Regions from separate parts of the Hordeum vulgare genome. Here regions 1 and 3 are each linked to region 2. A link is a contact called in public Hi-C data. All regions are on one chromosome and are shown on one strand. The core of a region is the stretch at or near the end of the contact, and the rest is flanking DNA. Distances in the headings are between cores, read along the strand shown. Region 1 has its middle 84 kb from the start of LOC123426602. Region 2 holds the start of LOC123426603 (probable BOI-related E3 ubiquitin-protein ligase 3). Region 3 holds the start of LOC123426602 (probable BOI-related E3 ubiquitin-protein ligase 2).

Evidence for each region. Hi-C and Micro-C count contacts between places; a contact is called where the count stands out from the background.
Region 1: a Hi-C map of leaf shows a contact between it and region 2, with 7 times the contacts expected there. The contact joins the enhancer-like site here to the promoter of LOC123426603 in region 2. A contact is called at or near these places in 2 of 6 Hi-C or Micro-C datasets (both in leaf) and 1 of 1 datasets of contacts at active chromatin or transcription factors (embryo).
Region 3: a Hi-C map of seedling shows a contact between it and region 2, with 4 times the contacts expected there. The contact joins the promoter of LOC123426602 here to the promoter of LOC123426603 in region 2. A contact is called at or near these places in 2 of 6 Hi-C or Micro-C datasets (leaf and seedling) and 1 of 1 datasets of contacts at active chromatin or transcription factors (embryo).

Annotation. Positions count from the first base shown.
Region 1 is chr2H:450,596,023-450,601,166 of MorexV3_pseudomolecules_assembly, forward strand. No RefSeq gene overlaps it. Among protein-coding and RNA genes, the nearest start is that of LOC123426602, 84 kb to the left of the region's middle. Within about 2 kb of position 2,184, at least 3 of the 3 cell types and tissues checked have open chromatin away from gene starts, as enhancers often do. A contact at or near this core is called in leaf, where this site is marked.
Region 2 is chr2H:450,943,737-450,948,213 of MorexV3_pseudomolecules_assembly, forward strand. LOC123426603 (probable BOI-related E3 ubiquitin-protein ligase 3) reads left to right here and starts at 1,428. Exons shown (of 2, transcript XM_045110466.1): 1 at 1,428-1,947; 2 at 2,052-2,862. The coding sequence starts at 1,501. The coding sequence ends at 2,579.
Region 3 is chr2H:450,513,028-450,517,540 of MorexV3_pseudomolecules_assembly, forward strand. It overlaps LOC123426602 (probable BOI-related E3 ubiquitin-protein ligase 2), which reads right to left and starts at 1,571. Exons shown (of 2, transcript XM_045110465.1): 1 at 949-1,571; 2 at 1-849. The coding sequence starts at 1,395. The coding sequence ends at 340.

The DNA.
Region 1 (5,144 bases), core at 934-3,433, 350 kb before region 2:
TTGAAGGAGGGAAATATATTTAGTAAAGGAGCAACTCATAAGTAAAATCCTTGTAATCAAAAGTAGTGGGAGTAGTACTATCCAAAGTTTTTACCTCTTCGAACTAATATATCTCCAACGTATATATAGCTTTTGATTGTTTCACTCTATTGTATTATTAATCTTGGATATATTATATTGAAACATATGCTATTTTATATCTTTTAAAAACTAACCTATTAACCCACTATCAAGTGCGAGTTATTACTTTCTGTATGTTTTTGTTTTGTCAGAAAACCAGTATCAAACGGAGTACAAACGCTACGAATTTTTTTGATGATTATTTTTGACCAAAATAAGACCTAAAAACTTTGGAGGGAGACGAACGACGCACGAGGAGACGACAAGGCAGCAGGGCGCGCCTACACTTCTTGCCGTGTGGGCTCCTCGTGGCTCGGTCTCACCTAATTTCACCCCTATAAATTCTCATATATCGAAAATTCAACAAAGATTCACCCGAAACACCTTTTTCGCCGCCACAAGTGAGTGTTCCGACGGGAGGCCTTCTAATGACCTTTTTCGTTGCCATGTCGGAGGAGGAATCGATCACGGAGGCCATCTACTTCAAACTTATTGCATCCATGATGTCGTGTGAGTAGTTCAGCACACACCTACGGGTCCATAACGAGTACCTATATGCCTTTTCTTTCTTCGATCTTCAATACAAAGTTCACCGCAATTCTCGGGTGATCTATTGATGTAATCATTTTTACGGTGTGTTTATTAAGATATGATAATTATGGATTTACAATTAGATTATTCATGAATATTAATTGAGTCCTCTCTGAATTATTTTATGCATGATTGTTATAGCTTCGTATTTCTCCAATCTATTTGTTTGGTCTGCCCAAGTAGATAGATTTATCTTTAATAAGAGTAGTGCATTGTGATGGGTTGAATCTTGCCTTGCTCAATCCGAATGACAAAAAAACATGACACGTATTTGCATTGCTATCATTAAGGATAAAATGATGGGGCTTATTTATATGGCTTGAATTTACTTTGTCTATACCATGTTATCTTGTTCGAAGCTTTATTATATTTTATACTTAATATTCTAGATACATGCTGAACAACGGTTGATGAGTTAAATAATAGTAGTAGATGCAGATACGAGTCGATCTATTTGTTTATGAACGTAATGTCAAGATACACGATCATTGTCTTGAATAAAATATCATAACTATATGCTATTCTGTAAATGGCTCAACAATAATTTGTCTACATCTACTTTTGAAAAAAGCCTCTATAAAAAAATATAGGCTTCAGATCTACTCAAGTTATATTGCTAAAATTACAAAAATGTTAATATCATTTATTTTTTATTATTTATTTTTCATATTTATATTTTATATCTATCAGTATTTAATAGTGTAAGTAACGAGTAGAAGGGTTTGACAACCGAGAATGGTGTTTTGGAGGCCGAGCTTCATGGAGGCCTTTATTTTTGAAAAATTCAAATTCAAATTTTTATGGTTCCGAAAATAAATTCTGAAAATAAATATGCATGTATATAAGGACGTAACCCACCTGTGTGTGAAATTTCAGGTCAAAATACTTTAAAACGTGATCTGTACAAAAATGACAAATTCATGATCTGAACTGATGAATAGTAACATGTGTTAAACAATCTTAGATTTGTCTTTTTTGCACAGCCCTCATTTCAACGTATTTTGTTCTGAAAATTTACACACTTGTGTATTATACCTTCATCTATCTATGTATTTTTTTTCAGAATTTTTTGAAACAATAAAATACAAATTTTTACTGAATTTGAAGTTTGAATTTAAAGGTCTCCAGTGAGTTCGGGAGCCAAAAGCAATATTCGTTGACAACCCTTCTATTTACCTTACAATTTTGAAGGCAACCAAACACGTTCTTTGTGCAAATTTGTCCTCCTCTCAAACCAGCGGCCACTCTCGTAGTAGCTGTAGCAGCACAGTGGTGACGTACTCCAACAGCCGATGTTTTACCCAAACCACGTGGACGCGTCAGAGGAGAGCGGTGATTGAGGTGGCACATGCGATGACCCATCGGATCAGTATGGTTTTGCGCCTGCCGGGCAAAGCGCCACCCTACTACTTCCCTCGTCTGATGATGATCTCCACTCGCTCCGGTAGGTAAGGAACAGCGCCACAGACACAGAGACGACGTGGTTCGCCGTGCCAAACCCACCCGGGCAAGGCACCACCAGAGCGTAGTAGTGGTGGGCAGTGTGCGTGCGATGGCTTTTACTACATGCCCTGGTCGAGCAGGCAGCTGCAATCTTTTGTCCGACACGGCAGCCCCTCCCGCCCGTCCGAGACCACACCACAGACGCGTCCCGTGCGAGCATGTGCCCAGCCAGTGTCTCCCTTTCTCTCCTTCCGAGCGAGCAAGCATCCTCGCGTCGCGGAGTTGCGTGCGTCTTTTGGGACTTTGACACTGACAGCTCGGTGCCTCGACCCCTAGCTCCGCGTGCCCGCGCTCGGATTCCGCTGTCCCTTGACCCGGTGCTGTTGCCACCTTTCACGCTTCGGTCCGTAGATGTCCATGCCTGTAACATCCGTCCACCAATGATCCATCACATGCGTGCCTCCCTCATGATACAGTGCGTCGGCATGTGTGGCAAATGAAAATCTCGATGCGTGCCTGATTGGTACGTCTTATGACCACACGCAGGCTCTGCACAAATGAACGGGACGAAGGTTGCATCCATTGCTCACAGGTCACCGAGCAACTCCTTCCAAGCAAGCAGCGCGCCAAGCCCACACGTCAACGGTACATGCATGCATCATGGTGCAAAGGAGAGAAGCCATTCGTAGGCCAGCGGGCGCTCTCGAGGGCCACTGCTGCAGGGCAGGGCGAGGTGCATGACAGCAGAGCATGCATGCACTGCAATCTCTTCCTTCCTGCGGCCACTGCTGCCTGCTACTACCACTGCTGGTAGTGGTACAAGTAGGAATGGTATTTTAGTACCATATTCACAATTACACTAGTACTGGGCCCTTCTGGTGCATGGTCTGCCCAAGGCTCAATGTTCCCAACAATCCTGGGCCTGCTGCACGCTGCAAGGCCTTTGACAGTCACGGAAAAAGGTGAAAAGCTAGACAAATCTCGGCCACTGTGTGGTAGTAGAGCTATAGGTGGACAGAGACACGAGCACGGTGCACTGCTACCTCCACCAAAGGAAAAGGAAAGGGAACCCGCAAAGAAGGCGCAAACATCAGTGCAGTGCATGCATCTCGCGTGGATCTGCCAATTCAGGCGTGGGTCATCAAAGATTGAGGGAGAAAAGCTGTGGCTGTGGCTGTGCCTGTGGGGGTGACCGACAGGGGTACTGCAATAACAACAGAGGACAGTACTGTGCGCAGATGCAGAAATTTGCAGGCAGCATGCATGGCGTACTGTGATCTGCATCTTCAAAAGTGACGTGCAATGTACGGATTATCCTACCCAAAAGACATCAATAGAGAGAGAGAGAGGGGGGGGGGGGGGGGGGGGGGGGGGGAGCAACCGGCTGTGTGGCAACCGCCTGGTGCCCCCACCACTTGCAGGCTTTCATGGCAGCCGATCTTGGGCCAGCGCATCCCTGCCCACGATAGATGGAGAATTTTGGCACCTACCTGCCGAATTTGAACTATCACGGGCAAGTGAGTGGATTCTTTTTACTCGCTTGATAATTGCGAAAAAAAGATAATAATAATACGGAAACATCCTTTTCATAGTTTCTGTTAAAAGCAATTCTAACGCGCTGACCTATACGGACGGTGTTTTTAACCGTTTTTGTCCGTTTAGGTCGGTCGTCCGTTCGCCATTTGTTTAGTTTAAAATTTGGGTAGGTAGTGTGTCCAACGCTAGCCACCCATTTATGTGCGCGCACATATTTGAAAAATAGATCAAGCTAGCGATCATGTCGTCGTCCAAAGTTCATGTCGGTATCATGCGTGCAGCCCGCATACAATGTGAGCTTCACAAAACAGTTTATGCTCGCCCACTTGCCACCGGACGACACACATGCGAGTACACAAAAAGGAACGGGACTTTGACCACGCCATCATGGCCGTGATCATGCCAACACACTTGCTGACATAAAAAAAGGATGGCGCTTGATGCCATAGATCACTCGTCATCGAACTTGAGCATGTCGGCGTGCATCTTCTCCAACCACGGCCTCTTCCTTGACGACACGATGTTGAGATCAACCTTCATGATTTCCACCCCCGTTATCATGCTAGCGAGAGCCACTTCTTTCGTCTTGGTCTTGACATTGGCGACCTTGATCTCTAGCATCTTGGCGTGCTTCTTCACCTCCATCTCAAGCATCCTAGTTTGCTTCTTCACCTCCATCTCAAGCCTCCTCCTTTGAATCTCCATGAAGGCATTCGTTTGCTCTTCCTTGTCTTGCCGAGGCTTCTCCTCCCTTAAATCCTTTTTGGTCATCATGCCTTCCACGGTTGCGATCAAGGCGATCGACGCCGCACCCCGCTTGTCCTCCTTTTTGGAGTTGGTCTTTCACCGCCGCCGTGGCTTCTCACCCTCCCCAACCTCCTCCTCGTCTTCCTTGCCTCTCTGCGCTGTGAGGGCGGCATATTGGAGCTTGATCTTTTCATCATCTTTGATGATCCTCCAACAATGAGAAAGGTTGAAGGACTTGCCTTGAGGTTGGACCTTGAATGTCTCTAAAGCTTGGAATGCTTGTAAATGAATTACACGCACGCATATTAACAAATGAACATGTAAACAACGAGGGGGTATGCATGCATACCATGTCTTGTATGCCGATGCCGCTGACGGGGCGTGCCTTGATACTCTCATAAGTGGCACAAAACTTGTTGCATTCTTGTTGGATCACCTTCCATCGCTTCAAAATGCACACCCACCCGCGCATGCTTTGCATTTGGTACGGCGGAAACTTCTTGCGTTTGTGAAACTCACGGACATGAATCCAAAAGGTTGATGTCTTTTCATCGGCGTCGACCATGTGATCTTGCCCAATGTCCCTCCAACAATCACAAATGAGCTTGTCCTCGGTCGCCGCGTATGCCTTCGTCCGTCTGCTCTTTTGCCTGGGTTGCACCCCAGCGGCTTGTGTGGCGAGCTCGTCCTCGAACACAAGCTCTCCG
Region 2 (4,477 bases), core at 178-2,677:
CAGAGGCCTTAGTGGTAGGTTGTGGGCTCTGACGATAGCAAAATGGTCAGATCCGATTTCTTTTCCAACCGGAGTCAGATCCTGATGAACTTCAAAAAAAGATAAAAACTGTGAATTTGGCCTCGGGTTGAAGAAACGTACAAATAGTCCGGATTATAGATGCTCTAATAAACTGGCTAGGTGTGCATGCACGGGGACGTACGGGAGATCTCGATGTCGATGTGCCCAGCGCCCAGTACTACGCTATAGCGCGCACAGTCTGAGGGTGTAGAGTCGTGCACTGTACTATGCTAGTATCGCGTTATAATCATCGTCACCGGCGTGGCAGCACCGTCTGCATGATTCCCAACAGTACCGGTTTGGTGCCGGAGGGGAGAGAGAGAGAGAGGGAGGGTGGCTGGTGAGTTGGGAAACTGGCCCACAAGCGTCGTGGCCGGCGTGAGACGCGATCAAGCCTACTGTAGTAGTAGGAGTACGTATATATGGACCCTTGCTGTTGGTGGTGCTCCGTGCCGCGGCAGCACCGGAGGTGCCGTGCATGCAGGTGCGTCCCGCAGAATGGTCGGTCGGTGCGGCGCCTTTACGGGCGGGTGGCTGTTACTTCCAGCTTTCATGGCCGCCACGAGCGGCCCGTGGCCGGCCCTGGCTGACTGGCAGGTTGGAGTGCTGCTACCACTCTGGCAGTGGTACTGTGGATCGTGGCTGCCGACGCCGCTCGATTAGCTGGTTTGGCGATGTGTCATGTGTGTGCCAAGCCAAATAAGCTCCTTGTTTGCATGTGCCTGCCTGCTTGATTGGTGCTCAACATTAACTAGTCCAGTAGAGTACGTGCCCCGTCGCCTGGACCCAGATCAATCAGGGCAGGGCAGGGCAGGGCAGGGGCAGCGCTCCGTCAGAGATGCACGAGGGCGACCACCACTACCCTGCGCTCTTTCCGTGATCAGCAGGACCAGGACCAGGCTGCTATCTAGATCCGGTTCTGCAGGGCGCGTCTTGAATTCTTGATCACTCGCTTGGCGTTTCCACAGGATGTGTAGCTAGCCTGATGCCACCGCCAACCTGCCCCCATTTATTGAATTCAGCTGTTATCCGGCCCCGCGAGCTTTGATTTGCGCGTCTCCCCTGGGATCTTTTCTTTTTTAGCAGCAGCCGTACGTTGGGATCGCATCACGCAATCTGTTTGGACTTTTGACCGCAAACAAATTACTCCACCGTCTCTCTAGGTGGTCTTCATCTTTGGGACGGACGGCCCCGTCCTCCATCTGCGTCTGCATGGATGGATCGTCCATCCATTATTTCGCGGGTCAGTTGCCCAACGTGCAGGTGCAGTGGCGTCACGTGTCCTCCCACCAGAGTGCCCTGCCGCTTCAACTCATGCCTCTTTCCCCAACCGCAAACGCGGACGCGTATATAAAACCTCCCTCCCTCCCTCCAAGCCCACGACCGTCTCCCCATCCGTTTCCCTGTCCTCTCTCTCTTCGCACGCCGTAGTAGTTGGCCATGGCCGTGCAGGCGCAACATCTCTCCCACGCCTTCCCCCACGACCTCCACGCCTACAACAGCATTAGTGCTCTGGAGGATGACCTGACGGCCGGCTCCCTCCTCTTTCCCGAGAACCTCAAGCGCGGGCCGGAGTTGGAGGGTGTTGGGAACACGGTGTTCGCCAACGTTCCGCGCGTCGATCTCACCTGGCACGACAGCGCCCGCGCCCACGGTTTTGCGCAGAGGAAGCGGCCGCGCGTCGTCCCGGAGGCGCCTTCATACTTGGAAGATCAGCGCGGGCAGGGGCTTGTGCCCGTCGCCGTCGGTGATGTGCTGACCAGGGCGGTGGGCTCCGACGCGGCGTCCACCAGCGGGAGGATGATCAATGCCGCCGGCCCGCCGCAGGACCTGCTCTCTCAGATGTACCGCCAGGGCATGGAGATCGATGCAGTCCTACGACTCGAGGTACGTACTACGTACGATTTTGTTCATGGGAACTCTAGCTAGTTCTTGGTTTGATCGCGCGGCGTTTTGATTCTTGGTGCCTGATTCTGATGGACGTTGTGCAGACCGACCGCATGCGCGCGGGGCTGGAGGAGGCGCGACGGCAGCACGTCAGGGCGCTGGTATCGGCGGCGGAGCGTGCTGCAGGGAGGCGGCTGCGGGCCGCGGAGGCCGCACTGGAGCTGGCGCGCTGCCGCAACGCCAAACTGTCAGAGAGGCTCAGCCAGATTTGCGCCGAGGGTCAGGCGTGGATACGCGTCGCCAAGAGCCACGAAGCAGTCGCCGCCGGCCTCCAAGCTACACTCGACCAGGTCCTGCAATCGCCTTGCGCTGCCGTCAACTCCGCCGGAGCGGATGGAGAGGGCGACGCCGAGGACGCGCGGTCCTGCTGTTTCGAGACCCCCGCCGGCGACCACGCCGCAGGATCCAAGGCGTCGGCGGTGGCGTGCAGGGCTTGCGGCGAGGGCGAGTCGTGCGTGTTGCTGCTGCCGTGCAGGCACCTGTGCCTCTGCAGCGCGTGCGACGCCGCCGTCGACACTTGCCCTTTGTGCGCGACCGCCAAGAACGCGTCGCTGCATGTCCTGCTCTCGTGATTCAAGCTTGCGCGCGTCGAAGCAACGGGGCCTTCTCCGAAACGGCTTGCGATAGGGAAGTCAGCTGGCCTCAGCTGGCTCGATCAACTTGCCCATGTTACTTACTTTCGGACATGGATGGCACGAACCGAATGCAATTTCAGATAGAGCGCCATAGTTTGATTTTAGCGTTGTGGTTTTCCAAGTAGGGTTAGGGTGTATTTTGTTTAGGATTTTGATAACCAGCATCGTCGCTTGGAAGAACATGACAAATTGAACATTTTGATTACTTCGCCACTTTTAAGATAAGTGTCTTAACGTTAATACAATTTTATACTAAAGCTAGTATAAAGTTGAGAGGTTTATTTTAAGACAGGAGTATGTTGTCATGTTGATGACAATGCTTAATCCGGGATGCGCAAAGACTAACCCCTGTCAAACTATCAATATGACGTCGTGAATCCGTCACATGTATTTAGGTCGTGATTTTGATCAATTTAATAAGAGTCATATAATATAAAAAAATATATCATTAGAAACTTTAGATGTTCTATATTTTCTAATGATATAATTTGTATGTTAAATAATATATTTTATATAAGTTCAAATGACGATCTAGGTGCACGTGAATGTCTTCTAAACTCTAACAAAGCGAGCACTCCGTATTACTCGCCTCAGAAAGTTCATAAGGGCTCTGTCATTTCACACCTCTTAGGCCCTGTTTGTTTCATAAGTCCTAGGACTTTTTTAAGTCCTAACTTATAAGTTATAAGTCTCTGCCTCTTTGTTTACAGGGACTTATAAGTCCCGAGTCCCTACCTGTTTGTTTACCGGGACTTACTTATAAGTCCATGTTGCACCTAATAAAATACACTTGTTCACATAACCCTTGTTCATACAAATGAATTGCAGAATAGTGACAACCGAAATAACAATTGTTCATAACACTTGTTCATATAAACGAATTAACACAGAAATTACATAAGCGAAGAACACTTCTTCATATCATTGTTGTTTCAAGGACCACAACCCATCAGCGACCCAAGCTCTGAATTGATTCATAGCACCACTGTCCATCCCATTTGTTGAATCATTTGTTGTAGTCGTTGGCATAGACAATGGTACATAATTTTCATCTTGATCACACAAGTCGAAATCTATATCGGCGAGTTGACTTTGTCTAATAAAATTGTGCAGTGCAATGCAAGCCACAATTATTTTGCTTTGTTTCTGTTGTGGATAACTAGGCAAGTGAAACAAAATCCTCCACTTGTTCTTCAGGACTCCAAAACACCTCTCGATGACATTTCTAAGTGAAGAATGGGTGAAATTGAAGTGTTCGTTTTTTCCTCTAGGCATTGTGCCATCACGGTACTCCTGGAAATGATAGGTTAAACCCTTGTATGGTGAAAGATAACCCGGTCTATTTGGGTACCCTGAGTCCACAAGATAGAACTTATTAGGTGGAGGTTTTGGAAACTTGTCACCAAATCTGGATCGGGCATCATTGAAGACCCTCATGTCATGCACTAATCCTGGCCAACCAGCTAGGACAAATGTGAATCTCATATCAAAGTCCCACACACACATCACATTCTGACTCTTCTCCTTATGTCTATTCCTATGCTGGGCAGCAGTGGCAACTGGTACCACAACTTGTATGTGTGTACCATCTATTGCAGCAATGCAATTATCCATAAACGGTGCATACTTCCTAGATCTTAATTTTAAATGCACAGTCCCGAATTGACGATCTATTGGCCTGATGATGTCTTTTGCAAGCTTGATCAGACATGCCAAAACCTTATCAAACTTCCTTACAATTGTCTCCAATGACCTAACAAATCTGTTTTCTGCTTGTCTTACAGATTGAGGGGAACCTACTATCCACAGAAACAGGCCTAGAGACTCAACTGATG
Region 3 (4,513 bases), core at 321-2,820, 430 kb before region 2:
TGCTTGCGAAAGCAGAGTACACTGGTCTAGTAAACATTTTTTTCCCAAGGACGAAACCTCTTTTAACTCGAAGATTAACCAGCAACACAAGGTTAGTTCCGAACATGAACAATCTACCTAAAAATAATTTAAAAAAGTCTAGGATCTACATGCAAACTCCAGCATTTGGACTCGCATAGCCTGATCACGTGACACTTGTGCAACACTGCCCAAGCCCACATGCAGCAAAAACAAAAACAAATATTGGAGAACACGACAACGACGACGACGTGCTCGACCGCGAGACGTACGCTACGCCCACCGTCGGCCCAAGTTGCCGCATGGCTTGGTGTTGGATGGTCAAGAAAGGAGGACATGGAGCGACGCGTTCTTGGTGGCCGCGCAGACGGGGCAGGTGTCCACGGAGGGCTCGCACGCACCGCACAGGGACAGGTGCCGGCACGGGAGCAGCAGAACACAGGCGTCCCGCTGGCCGCAGGCCTTGCACGACGGAGCCGCCGCGTCGTCAGCGTTGTCACCCGCTGGGGTCTCGAAGCAGCAGGACTGCGCGTCGTCGGCATCGCCCTCGACAGCACCGGCGACGGCGCAAGGGGGCTGCAGCAGCTGGTCCAGCGTGGCGCGCAGGCCGGCGGCGACGGCCTCGTGGCTCTTGGCGACGCCGAGCCACGCCTGCCCCTCTGCGGTCATCTGCCGGAGCCTCTCCTCCAGCTCGCCGTTGCGGTAGCGCGCGCGCTCCAGCTCGGCCTCTACGGCATGCAGCCGCCCCGCCGCGGCGCGCTCCACGGTAGCCAACACCGCCCTGGCGTGCCGCCGGCGCGACTCCTCGAGCCCCGACCGGATTCTCTCCGTCTGCACAACGAAGATGCACAAGGAAGTGAGACACCGTTCTCGAGCAAACCAATTTGATACCCGATTCCAATCGCGTAGAAACGAGGGGAAGGGGCATACCTCGAGCCGTATGAGCGCGTCCATCTCGACGCCCTGGTTGTAGAGCAGCGTGTTGAGGCCGGCGGCATTGGCCATCCTCCCGCTGGTGGACGCCGCGCCGGAGCAGACGGCCCTGCTCTGCGCGTCGCAAGGCAGCACGAGGCCGTGCATCGCCGCCGCCTGCTGCAGAACGAGGCGCTGGCGGGCGAGGTCGTCGAGCCCCGCCGGCTCGTCTCCAGCCATCACGCGCGGCCGCTTCCTGGGCACGAAACCGTAGTTGTCGTTGCATGTGAGCTCGCTTCGCGGGAGGTCGCTGAGCACCGTGCTATTCCCGATACACGCCACCGCTGGCGCGCAGCCGGCGTGGTCGTCGAGGAACTGGGACTGGGAGGCGGCGGCGTCCATGGACCTGTAGGCGTTGAGGTCGTGGGGGAAGGCGTGGGAGAGGAACCGCGCCTGCACAGCCATTGGTACCACCGGACCACCGGTGTGTATCTTGTGTGGGAGAGAGGAGAGGAGAGGGCGGGGCGGAGAAGGCAAGGTGTCGCCAAGGAGGAGGACGACGATGCGTGGGTGAGGTGGGGGGAGCGGAAACGGCTGGGTGTTGCGGTTGGGAACTTGGGATGGAACGGGAGAGAGAGATGGGTAGGGGGGGAGGTTATATATACGGCGTGGGTGCGGGGAAGACACGTTGGGTTGGGTGTGTGGGGCGCCTCGCCTGCAAGGGGACAAAAGCTGTCTGCCTCTTGTTTATTTTGACGGGGAACCAAAGCGGATGCGGATGCGGATGGGTTGGGTTGGACGGATGCGATGCGATATCTCCCTATCTTTTCCGCGCCTGCCTTTAATAATAATGCCTACTATCGTTTACGGTGTGGAATGCTTTTCCTCTTTCCTGCTCCGTTTCTTGTTGCCTGACTGCCGTGGTGTGGTGTGCCCATTGATTCGTCGTGGAGATGGATGGAGAGTGATTTGAGATGCGCCGTGGTGGGGGTTGCATGATGATGATAAAGGTTCGCCACTCCTCTCCTCTCGGCGGTTTGACGTTTTCCTTTCCTTTCCCCCTCATTTTCCGATGGCTCTGCTGCCTTTGCAAATTACGATACGGCCTTATATACATGTATATTTATGGCTACAGTGACTTACTCTACTACTCCTATAGGTCCGTTTCAGGAAAAGGAAAAGTACGACTGTGATTTTCTATTAAAGCGGATGTACATGTAGCGTGTGGTCCGTCAAGCAGGTACGGGGATGTGTCATTGACGCCAAAAAAAAAAAACCTAAAAAAAGCTAGAATTTTATGCGAGCTCACCTGAAAGAAATGTTTATCAAACTGGAGTACTTTTTCAATCCTGGTAACGAAGTGGACTAGCGTAGGCGCCAAATAAATGTGGAGTATTTTCAGATGCGGGCGAGTTTCAACGGCACAGGCCACGCAGATGCGAGAATTAAGGTGCAGGGTGGTGCAGACGCCCCCACCCACACACAACCTACCGTCGTGGCGTGCCATTGAATGCCGGGCCGCATTATTATTCACGCCCCGACGGTCACAGGTTTTGAATACGCCCCCCGAAACGTCAAGTGCGTGACCGTGATGCTCCCGCACAACCGGATCCAAACCGGAGTTGGATGCGTGAATCACGGTGTTTGAAACCGATACGGCCACCAGTAATTAGTCCCGGACCCAATGGCAATGCCATTGCCATGCATGAATCCAGTCCAGGCTCACGAAGCACCAGCGCCGGTGGCCTGGCCACATTTACGTCTCGTCTATCTCGCGTGTGGCGCAGTCCGTCTGTTTGTCCTTGCTCCCATGCCTTGAAGTCTCGTGCTCGTACCGACCGGCACCGTCGGCCCGTCCTCGTTGGCACGGTGTGAGTCTGACCAGCCAGGGCTGGTGGGCGGGCGGGCTGGACCAAGCATCCATGCAACCACCACCCAAGGATGGAACACAGGCCAGGCCAGTGCACCTGCCACCGCTGCTGCGCGCGGCCGTGTCCGCACCGCACCGCACGCATTAACGTCCCAACGGGAATAGCGTGACCAGAGGCAGCACTGCTGTACCTCTGCGATCTGCCCACCGCCGCGCCCGCCAGGCCACACACACACCGTATCGGCCCTACGTTACGTACACAGGACTACCAGCACCACCCCCCGCTATCGCCATGCACATGCAGATGCAGGACGGCATCAAGCGCAATAACAAGGCATGCATGCATCAAGTAAAAACCGACTGCTCCCACAGCCACAGGCATTTCGTACGTACTCCTACTAGTTGACAGAGTTAATGATAGTGCGCGTCCTTTGTTAGCTGCACGCTACCTAGCTTGATCATCGCTACTAGCTGCTCGGCTCAATAACCATTAACTGCAATCCTGTTATGAGGTCGTAGTAGGAGGGAGTAGTACGTCCGAGCAGGGGAGGGCCGAGCGGTCGCGATCTCGCCCATAAGGCAACACGATCGGTCCTTGGAAGAGCACTGTGTAGCTCGAGTACGTACATTGCCGGCCATGGCCCATGGCCTCGGAAAGCCAAGAGCTAGCTACGTGCCTATCCGACCGCCCGGCCAGCCACCCCACCCGTATGGATCCACATCCACGTCAATCAGTGAGCGATGGAGATTAGGTGCACAGTTGACGCAAATGATGCGGTACTACTCCTGCCTATAGCTTGTAGGAGTAGTACTACATCGTGCATTCATGCATGAATGCATGCATGGGTCTGGCGGGCCTCGCCGTACCCCGGCGAAGCAGCAAGCCGCAATGATCATGATGTTTTTCACGACGCCCATGCCGACGCGACGCGCACCGCTGCTACGCGTACGGTTTCCCCCCGTGCCATGCACAGTTGGCGCAGCCGGTCACACATGCTCATCACATGCACGCGTATGACGCACCGATCCACCGCACAGTGTCTAGCTGGACAGCAGCAGCTCGGTGTGTATGTGCATGCATAGTGGGTTGACACGTCCAATTAATGGGTCTGGCATGTCCAGTTTTGTGGCGCGTATGTACTCCAGGACTATGCGAATAGGGTTTTCCTTTTTCTTTGTGAAGAGAAAAAAAAAGGAGACCACGAGAATAGGGATCGGATGCGATGGGGAAGCACAGCTGCTAGCTATCCATCATCACGATCACGTACGTACGATTCGTTGCTACAGCCAGCCTACACGGGCACACAGGACACAGCAATGGCTGTGGTGGACCAGAGCGTCCATACACGGACGGACGCACAAATTAAGCAAGCGGTACTGTATCAGTTGATCGCGCACAGCGTTCTGACCCCACTGCTATCGTTTTCTTCTTGAAAAAAGAGAGAGGGGTAGATCGAGGCGGCTCTCTGTGCATCGCGCTAAAATTCCACATGGCGCCGGTCCGTCCGGGCCACCCAGCCAGTGCATTGGCATGCATGCATCGCTCGCCGTCGTCGTGGTCCCGGGGGTCCTCTGTGCCGATAATGAAGACGGGAACAGTCCACGGAATAGCATGCCATGCACGGTGCCAGCGATAGCTGTGCAACGGTTGACACTGCTGCGCGTAGGGAGTACATTTCCTGTCTCATGCGCCACCGCCTAGGCTATTCAAAG